Linked DNA regions of Cyprinus carpio: region 1 is linked to region 2. A link is a contact called in public Hi-C data. All regions are on one chromosome and are shown on one strand. The core of a region is the stretch at or near the end of the contact, and the rest is flanking DNA. Distances in the headings are between cores, read along the strand shown. Region 1 overlaps LOC109066365 (PDZ domain-containing protein GIPC3-like). Region 2 has its middle 8.5 kb from the start of LOC109047695.

Evidence for each region. Hi-C and Micro-C count contacts between places; a contact is called where the count stands out from the background.
Region 1: a Hi-C map of liver shows a contact between it and region 2, with 6 times the contacts expected there. The contact joins two enhancer-like sites. A contact is called at or near these places in 3 of 8 Hi-C or Micro-C datasets (liver and skeletal muscle).

The regions. Positions count from the first base shown.
Region 1 is chrA22:1,624,365-1,628,483 of ASM1834038v1, reverse strand. LOC109066365 (PDZ domain-containing protein GIPC3-like) reads right to left here. Exons shown (of 7, transcript XM_042711633.1): 7 at 3,858-4,119. LOC109080147 (thromboxane A2 receptor-like) reads left to right here. Exons shown (of 5, transcript XM_042711637.1): 5 at 607-2,529. The coding sequence ends at 948. Among protein-coding and RNA genes, the nearest start is that of LOC109066365, 13 kb to the right of the region's middle. Within about 2 kb of position 2,738, at least 1 of the 8 cell types and tissues checked has an H3K27ac peak or open chromatin away from gene starts, as enhancers often do. A contact at or near this core is called in liver, where this site is marked.
Region 2 is chrA22:1,477,204-1,481,597 of ASM1834038v1, reverse strand. It overlaps the pseudogene LOC109047470. Among protein-coding and RNA genes, the nearest start is that of LOC109047695, 8.5 kb to the left of the region's middle. Within about 2 kb of position 3,122, at least 7 of the 8 cell types and tissues checked have an H3K27ac peak or open chromatin away from gene starts, as enhancers often do. A contact at or near this core is called in liver, where this site is marked.

The sequences.
Region 1 (4,119 bases), core at 1,489-3,988, 150 kb before region 2:
TAAGCTACTTTTTTATTATTATTATTATTATTATTAATTGAAACAGTATTGGTAATTAAATAATAAAGTATTTAATTTTAAATCAGAATAAACTGAACACAGTAGCACAATTACATAAATTGCATAGCGGAAATAAGAATGGTTGATTAAGTCTTAATGGGCTTCGATTTTCTTTTCACAAACGATAATTTTCTGTTTCTTTCTTTTAATTTTGTGGTGAAATATGACCTGAACATATTCCTGACAGATTTCTAGTGATTCACTCCAAAAATATTTTGAGAGACGCCAGAAACATCAGCAGATATATTTGTTTTTCACATCTCTCAGGATATTTTTGGGGTGAAAATATTTAGTATCGACATCATGTTCCTGGAAATTGTGTCCAACATCCCCAGATGTTACATTCTGGTTATTCTCATTTCAGAAATCCATTAGATTTCGTAAACATTTCGAAATGACAAAGCCCATAGCGATGGCAATGTTTGGTCCGTATTGATTGTGTTTGTTTTATTGACTGACTCAAGTGGAGTTCAAGCGTCGCCTCGCGCTCAGTGTTTCTTCTTGCGTTCCTCTCATCACCCTCTCGTTATTTTTTCCTCTCAACAGGTGTTTATTGCACAGACGGTGCTGTCGGGCAGTGAGCTCAACATTCGCCACCTGCTTCTCTGGCTTCGTTTTGCGACGGGGAACCAGATCCTGGATCCCTGGGTCTACATCCTATTCCGACGTGCCATTCTGAAACGCGTCACTCCCAAGATGGACTGGTCCCGCGGCTCCATCACCAGCCTCTATCCTACACTCTCGACGTCCTTCCGCAGACTCACGCGTGCCTCTCTTAGAGGAACGATTGACCGTTTGGATCGCGACCGGCCAAATCCAGACAAAGCCAGACAAGAGGATACGCCTCTACCTGTGCAGGACGCCACTGCAGTGTCTAGTTCCATTTAGCAGCCAAGACTAGCATTTATCTTCTACTATTAATGATTCAATGTCTTATATGGTGCCCAACGTAGGGGATGACCCTCCTTTTAAACCCTTTTGTAGGCGCTTCGCTTTCGGAGAGGTGCTCCAGACGTAAATCTATTCGTACACATTTGAGAAGCGTATATTTGAGCTCTCGAGACGTGTCGAACTCGCATGAACTTGGAGAGCGAAGCTGTTGAGGAGAACGTACTGTAGACTTTAGTGGGAAAGTGGGCGGGGCTTGATTTTTTCCAGTTGGCCGGTGATTGAATGATGAAAAGTGGCGGTTGGCTGGAGGGGGAGGGGTTGGAAAATAACGATATGATGTCATTTTGGAGGCGGAGCCTTTGTACGATAGTGTCCGCCTACTTTTCCATCAGTTCCTGGAGTTTTTCGCATTCATTTCCCATTTGTTAAAGAGTTAAACCAATCCATGAACCAAACCAACTAACTACGATGTGAAACCTGTTAAATTTTCAAACAAAAAAGTATTTGAAACTAGGACAATAAGGCAAGAATGTGTACTTAATGGCGTTAATGAAAACGTGCAGTACAAATTTCAAGGCTTGAGTGGGAAAGTGGGCGGAGCTTGATTTTTCGAGTTGGCCGGTGATTGGATGATGAAAAGGGATGGTTGAAGGGAGAGGGGTTGAAAAGTAAGCATGTCTGATGATGTCGTTTTGGGGGCGGAGCCTTTGCACAATAGTGTCCGCCTACTTTTTCAGCAGTTCCTGGAGTTTTTCCCATTCAAGTAGAATTAAACCCAAACATGAACCAAACCAATCAGATACAATGTGAATCACAACATAGTCTGATTTAAAGCTAAAAGTATTTGAAAATTGGACAAAAAGGCAAGGATGAGTACTTGATGGCTTTAATGAAAACGTTCAGTAGAAACCTGTAGGTTTGAGTCCTTGATCGGGGCTTGATTTTACCAGTTGGCCAGTGATTGGATGATTACTGGGGGGTGGGTTGGAAAAATAAGAGTGATGTCATTTTGGAGGTGGAGCCTTCGCACAATCGGTCCCACCCACTTTCAGCAGGTCCTCGAGTGTTTTTCCCAAAGGGATTTTTTAAAGAGTTAAAAGCAACAAACCAAACCAGCCGACTAGGAGGTAAATCACAAAATTAACTCTAATTTAAAGCAAAAATGTATTTAAAAATCTGTAAAAAGGCAAGTCTGTATATACACTCAATGGCTACGATGAAAATGTACGGCAGAAACTCGCAGACTGGGCTTGCTTTGGGACAACTGTACAGTTTTGGCTCACTTCCCGGACAAACACCCTCCTTTTCCTTTCTGATAAGACTATGAGGACCACACACTTGGATAAAATGGCAACTTTCACCACGAAGGCGATTCTGGTTTATTTCTGGCCTTGTCATGGACTGTTCTTCTCGTTTGAGGAATCAAACAAGTATCATAACTAGCACAAATTTGGTTATTCTTGTGCGAGCAGACACAAGGTTAGCATCAGATGCTGTCAGAGTGAATGATCTGTTTTGATCTCTCATTTATTTCGCATGTAAACCCAAGCATTGCTGTATTAAAATCATTATTCAATCCTCTTGTGTTTGGATTGCTTTGGCCAAATGTTCTGTTCAGTATTTGCATCTTTGGTTGAGATAATTTTTGGCAAGCTGCGTCGCTAAGCCTAGCGTACCCTGCGAACAGAAGCTTATCAGCTAGTGTACATTTAAGACAGTTTCTAGTGTGTAAACAACATGGATTTACGGACATTTTTGTGCAGGTTATAGAGCCATTTGGCTACCAGTTCAATGTTTTGATAAAAAACATGTTTTGGACTCAGTGAACACTTGGCGTCTGCGACTTCTCAATAGCCTGCAAACACGAGTTGGCTACAAGCAAGGGGTTTTTGGTCACAGACTATAATCATGAGAATGAGCTTCTGTCTTGTAGTGTGCGCTTGGCTAACAGGAAAACAAGTAGGGATCAGTAACACAAGCTAGATTCATATCAGCTTCCTTCTTCCGCAGCAATTTCACAGCTACGACTGCTAATGCTAAATAAACATTAGCATGACTAGCTGCAAATAAACCATGTTAAATTCGGTAATGTGGTGTTTTTGAGAGCAGAAAAGTGGGCGGGGCTTGATTTAATCAGTTGGCCAGTGATTGAATGATGATAAGTGACAATTGGTTGGAGGGGGAGGAGTTAAAATATACTTTTTTTTCAGCAGTTCCTGGACTTTTTCCATTCATTTTATCCATAGAGATTTTTTTTTTTCTTTTAAGTCTTCTGTAAAGAGTTTAAAGCCACAATCAAACCAACAAGCTATGATGTAAATCCCAAATCTCTGATTGGAAACAAAAAAGTACTTGAAAATCAGACAAAAGACAAAGAAGTATACTTGATGGAAAGTACGAATTACGAATGACAGTCAAATTAGAAAAACGTTGACAAAATAGAAAATGATTGGTTTAAAAAGGTTTATTGTAGGGAAATAACATTATATATATATATATATATATATATATATATATATATATATATACTTAATCTACTTAAATTTATATATATATATATATATATATATAAACACAAATATTTAAGTGGTTTGAGAGCATAGAGAGGTTGCATCATTCACAGAGTGGGCGGAGCTCTTGTCACCATTCTCTGATTGGTGGAATTTTTCTGCAGAATCATGGGTAATGTAGTTTTTTCTTTTGTAAGTTGAATAAGATAAAGCGGATAAACCATTGATTGATGGAAAAAAAATGAATAGGATTTTTACTTCTGGACTCTATAAGACCCAAAAACTAGTTTTTACAAAGTAAATAGTGGTAATTTTGATTTCACGGTGACTAAAGGAGATTTATGAGCCATTTTGGTGGCTCTCTTTGATGTGAATTAATTGTGACCGCACAAAAAGTCCATTTGTGGTATGTTTTTAATCTTCACACATATTCAAATGTGTCACATCAGGTCATCTAAAACGGGAACGTACAATCGTGTAGTAGATTAAGTTAAATACACATCGAATGTGTGCGTAGAACTGATTAAATATTTGATTATTTTTATATACACAAGCTAATCGTGTCACATGATCTGTCATTAATCATAAAAGACCATTCATTTCACCTGTAACACGATATATTCATGCAAAACAAACAGAGGCTAGGCTAATGCTAAGC
Region 2 (4,394 bases), core at 1,873-4,372:
TTTTTTTTTTACTTCTGTCATGGAATAAAAAATAGTGTAATTGCGACTTTCTGTCTCGTAATTGAGTTAATATCTCACAATTTTTTTTTTTCTCAAAATTGCGAGTTTAAATCTCATAATTCTTTCGTTTCTATCTCACAGTTCTTCCTTTTTACTCAGAATTGTGAGATATAAACTCACAGTTGCAAGGAACAAAGTCTAAATTGTGAGATAAAAAGTCGCAGTTAACATTTTTATGTTTCATAAACCGCCGTGTTTCGTCTTGCTCCGGTTCTGAATGTTTTGAGCGTGTGGTTTCGGCAGTATCTGCTGTCTTTTCTCCAGCAGCTTTGATGCACTTTTAACTCGACCGGATTCTGCACTTATGGCCAGAACGCTTTCAGATTCAGTGCCGCTTTTATGGCTCTAAACCATCCGTCCGAGAATCAACCAAAGCGAGATAAAGCGGTGTTAACGCTGCTCTCGTGTCATTTTATCATTCTATATGTGATCCAAATATAAAACATGAAACATAACTTCTATCATATTGACGTGAGGTGAACACGCGTACCTGTATTTGTATCGTGTCATCAGTAGTGGGTAGAAGCCACAAGGTTGAAAGTGTGACAATCAAGTAGCGTTTTATTTTTTCATGTTTCAATATCCCTGAAAAATATGGACTCGATGTTCTGTACAGCTTTTCATAAAAACAAATAAATATTTACCATTAAAACTCATCTGTCGTTTGAAATGCATTCAGAAGTATTGTGTTTTAATAAAGCAGTGTCATTTTAGTACCATTGCTATATTAGCTCAGTATTTATTCATATTTTGGATGTATTTATTTATTTAGAATTTCCCTCTTCATTTTAATTTTTAAAGCTGTGGTTTTTTTATATATTTACTATCTTATTATTTGTTAATATTTTGAATTTTTTTTTTTTTTAGTTTTAGTTTTAAAGTTTTTGTCTTTTTGAATTGTCTACTCTCTTAGTATTTATTAATATTTTTAATTAAATTTATTTTTTATTTTAGTTGTAAAGTTTTAAAATAAGTAGTTTTTTAAATGCATCTTCTAATCTTTGTTTATTATAATTTTTAATATACATGCATGTTATTTTTTCGGTCTGAATCAGGAGAGATATTTTAATTTTAGTTTTAAAGTTTTAGTAATTTCTATTTGTTTTGTTAAAAACCTAAATTAAAAAAAAATTTTAAACCATTCCAAATTCAACTGCAACAACTAAAATAACAAAAATAAATTAATTTTACTGCATCAACTAAAATAATAAAAATAAATTTTAAGCATATATATGCAGTTAAATTACTTTAAATTTTTATTATTAAAAAATAAGTTTTGGTATGACTAAAAATAGCTATTTAAAAAATGCTAATATTTAAAGAACAAAGTGTAAAAAAAAATGTTTAGCCTTGGGGTTTACATTTTTTTATATTTATTAAATTAAATATTCGATTATTTTCAATATTATCCATGCTGTTTTATTTAAAAGAAGAAAGGATAAGACTTAAAATAAAAAATTAAATCACACGAGTACCATAGAAGACAACATGTAGCAGCAAATGCATAGATTTAATGTTCATCATCATCACACTTCAACAGAAGCCCCATGATGCACCAGTTCTCCACGTGTTTTTATTCTGAATCAGTCCGTTCCAGTGTTTCCGATCCTCTAAACCTCCTCATCGGACTGCCCTTCATCCCAGCTGCACGTCTCTCGCACGAACAGCTCGTCCATCTGGGCCTTCCTGCGCTCCAGCTCTTCATCGCTCACTTTATTCAGGTCCTCCTTGGAAAAATGTAGCATTGCATCACTTGCTCACCAACACGGTGAATGGGTGCCGTCAGAATGAAAGCATCAGAATAATCACAAATCCAGCATTAAGACGTAAAATACGAGTCTATGTCTATAATCCATAATAAAATACACTTCCTCCAGTGAAAAAGTGTTCTGGTGTGAATCAGGAGATAAATCTGCACATATCAAACAATGTATAAAAAACTCTAAACATAGTTAAAAACGTCTTAATGCTGGATTTGTTTCAGCTGTAGTTTTCTCCAGATGTTAATTGATGGACTGGAGTGCTGTGCAATAATTCTTTTGTCTTCTCCAGATGTGAACTGAGTGCTGTGGATTATTCTGATGTTTTCATTCTGACGGCACCCATTCACTAAGTTGGTGAGCAAGTGATGCAACGCTACATTTCTCCGAATCTGACGAAGAAAACTGAATGGTACTTTGTTTAAAAAAAAACTATTTTCCGTCCGTCATTAAATAAATTAATTTTATAAAAAATAAAAACTGAATGGTACTTTGTTTAAAAAAAGACTATTTTGTGTCCGTCTGTTATTACAGTATTTTATTTTATAATATATATATGTGTGTGTGTGTGTGTGTGTGCAATTTTGATAAATGCAATTATTATGCTACGATGATCCTAAAAATCACCTTAATATTATTAATGCAAAATATAATTTCTTATTTTAAAAAATCCCATTTATTATTGTTATTATTTTATAGAAATAATTAACCAGTGTCTTAAGACAATTATTGTTAATTTATTCTGACATTATTTCCATGAGAATTGATCGTAACGTAATAATAAAATATAATTTCTTGTTAATTTTTATTGTCATGATGATTAAATATAAAACTGCGGAAATGATTAAAAAAAAAGTTTATTATATTTCACCGTTAATATTCATTTAGTTATCTTCATCCTGATATATATATATATATATATATATATATATATATATATATATATATATATATATATATATATTTATTTATATATATATATATATAATTAAAATATATATGTGTGTGCGCAAGTATTCAATTCCAAACGATCAAATATATATAAAATATAAATCTTTAAAAAAGTTATAATCCTTCATATTAATGCATTAATGTTTATATAATAAATACAGTTAATAATATATACTTCTTAAAAGCACTATATGACTTACATTATATTAGTAACTATAAGTAACTTGTTAATAGCAAATTGAATTCGCCAGACTTTTATTTTGTCGGTCGTTTCCCCAGCATCCCGTCGCACCGGAAGCAGTCGCTGGCTGTTCGCTGCAAGCGAGGGCAGACAGAGACGCTGCTGGGCGCCTCCCCTTCCTCAAACCAGCACAAAAACCCCCCAAACGCAGCGCTAGCGGCGCAGAAACCTTCCTCCTCCCGGACACAGCGGCTGAAGTCTGCGGTGAGTTTCACAGGTGAGCCGCGACACAACCCGAGACCCCCGGCCGCGTCCCGAAACCTAGTGTGCTGCCTACCTAGACAGCAGCCGCGAGCGCTTGAGTGCTGTCCGTCACGCTGGCTGTGTAGGGCGCTCACTAGGGCTCGTCTGTGTGCTTGTAGCAGCTTTGAGCTTTCTCTGTGTGTGTAGAAGACCGAAACAACAGAAACGCGTCACTAAAATAATAATTAACCGCTGACCATTAATTAAGAGGAAATCTGTCCCTGGATTGTAATTAAAGAGTTAATTATTAGGGGTTGAAAATATATTCTGCGTAAATTAAGTGAAATAAACTATTATTTATTATTATCATAGTAGTTTTAAGGTCATTTTATTTTTAGGACAATTATTATTAATTTATTCTGACATTATTTTAAGATGATTAAGCATAAGATTGTTATGATGGTCGTAAAATCATCTGAATATCCTTTATGCAAAATATAATTATTTTTAAAAAATTCCCATTACTGTTAATTTATTATTTAATTGTAATAGTTTTTATTCTTTATTTTATGATAATTTTTATTACCTTATTCTGACACTTTTTCGCGATGATTAAGCATAAAAATCCTAAAAATCACCTTAATATTATTAATACAAAATATAATTTCTTATTTAAAAAAAATCACATTTATTATTGTTATTATTATTATTATTTTAAAGTAATAATTAACTAGTATCTTAGGACAATTATTGTTAATTTTTTCTGACATTATTTCCATGAGAATTGATCGTAACGTAATAATAAAATATAATTTCTTGCCAAATATAATTTCTTATTAATTTTTATTGTCATGATAAATATAAAACTGCGGAAAGTAAAAAAAAAATATATATATTTTTTTTACCATTAATGTTCATTCAGTTATCTTCATTCTGATTAAATATAAAATTGCAATTATGCAAAATATAAAGTTTTGGGTTTTATTTATTTTATTTATTTGTCATCATTCACTGAAACCCAAACTAAACTAAAACCATTAAAAAAAAATCTTGGTATAAAATAAATGTAAAAAAAACATATTTTGTATTTAACTGCAATGTTATACTTGATTATCACAATAATTATAATGTGCATAATTGCAGTTTCACACAGAATTATGATGAAGAGTAACTAAACTGAGGAGTAGAGTCGAGAGCCT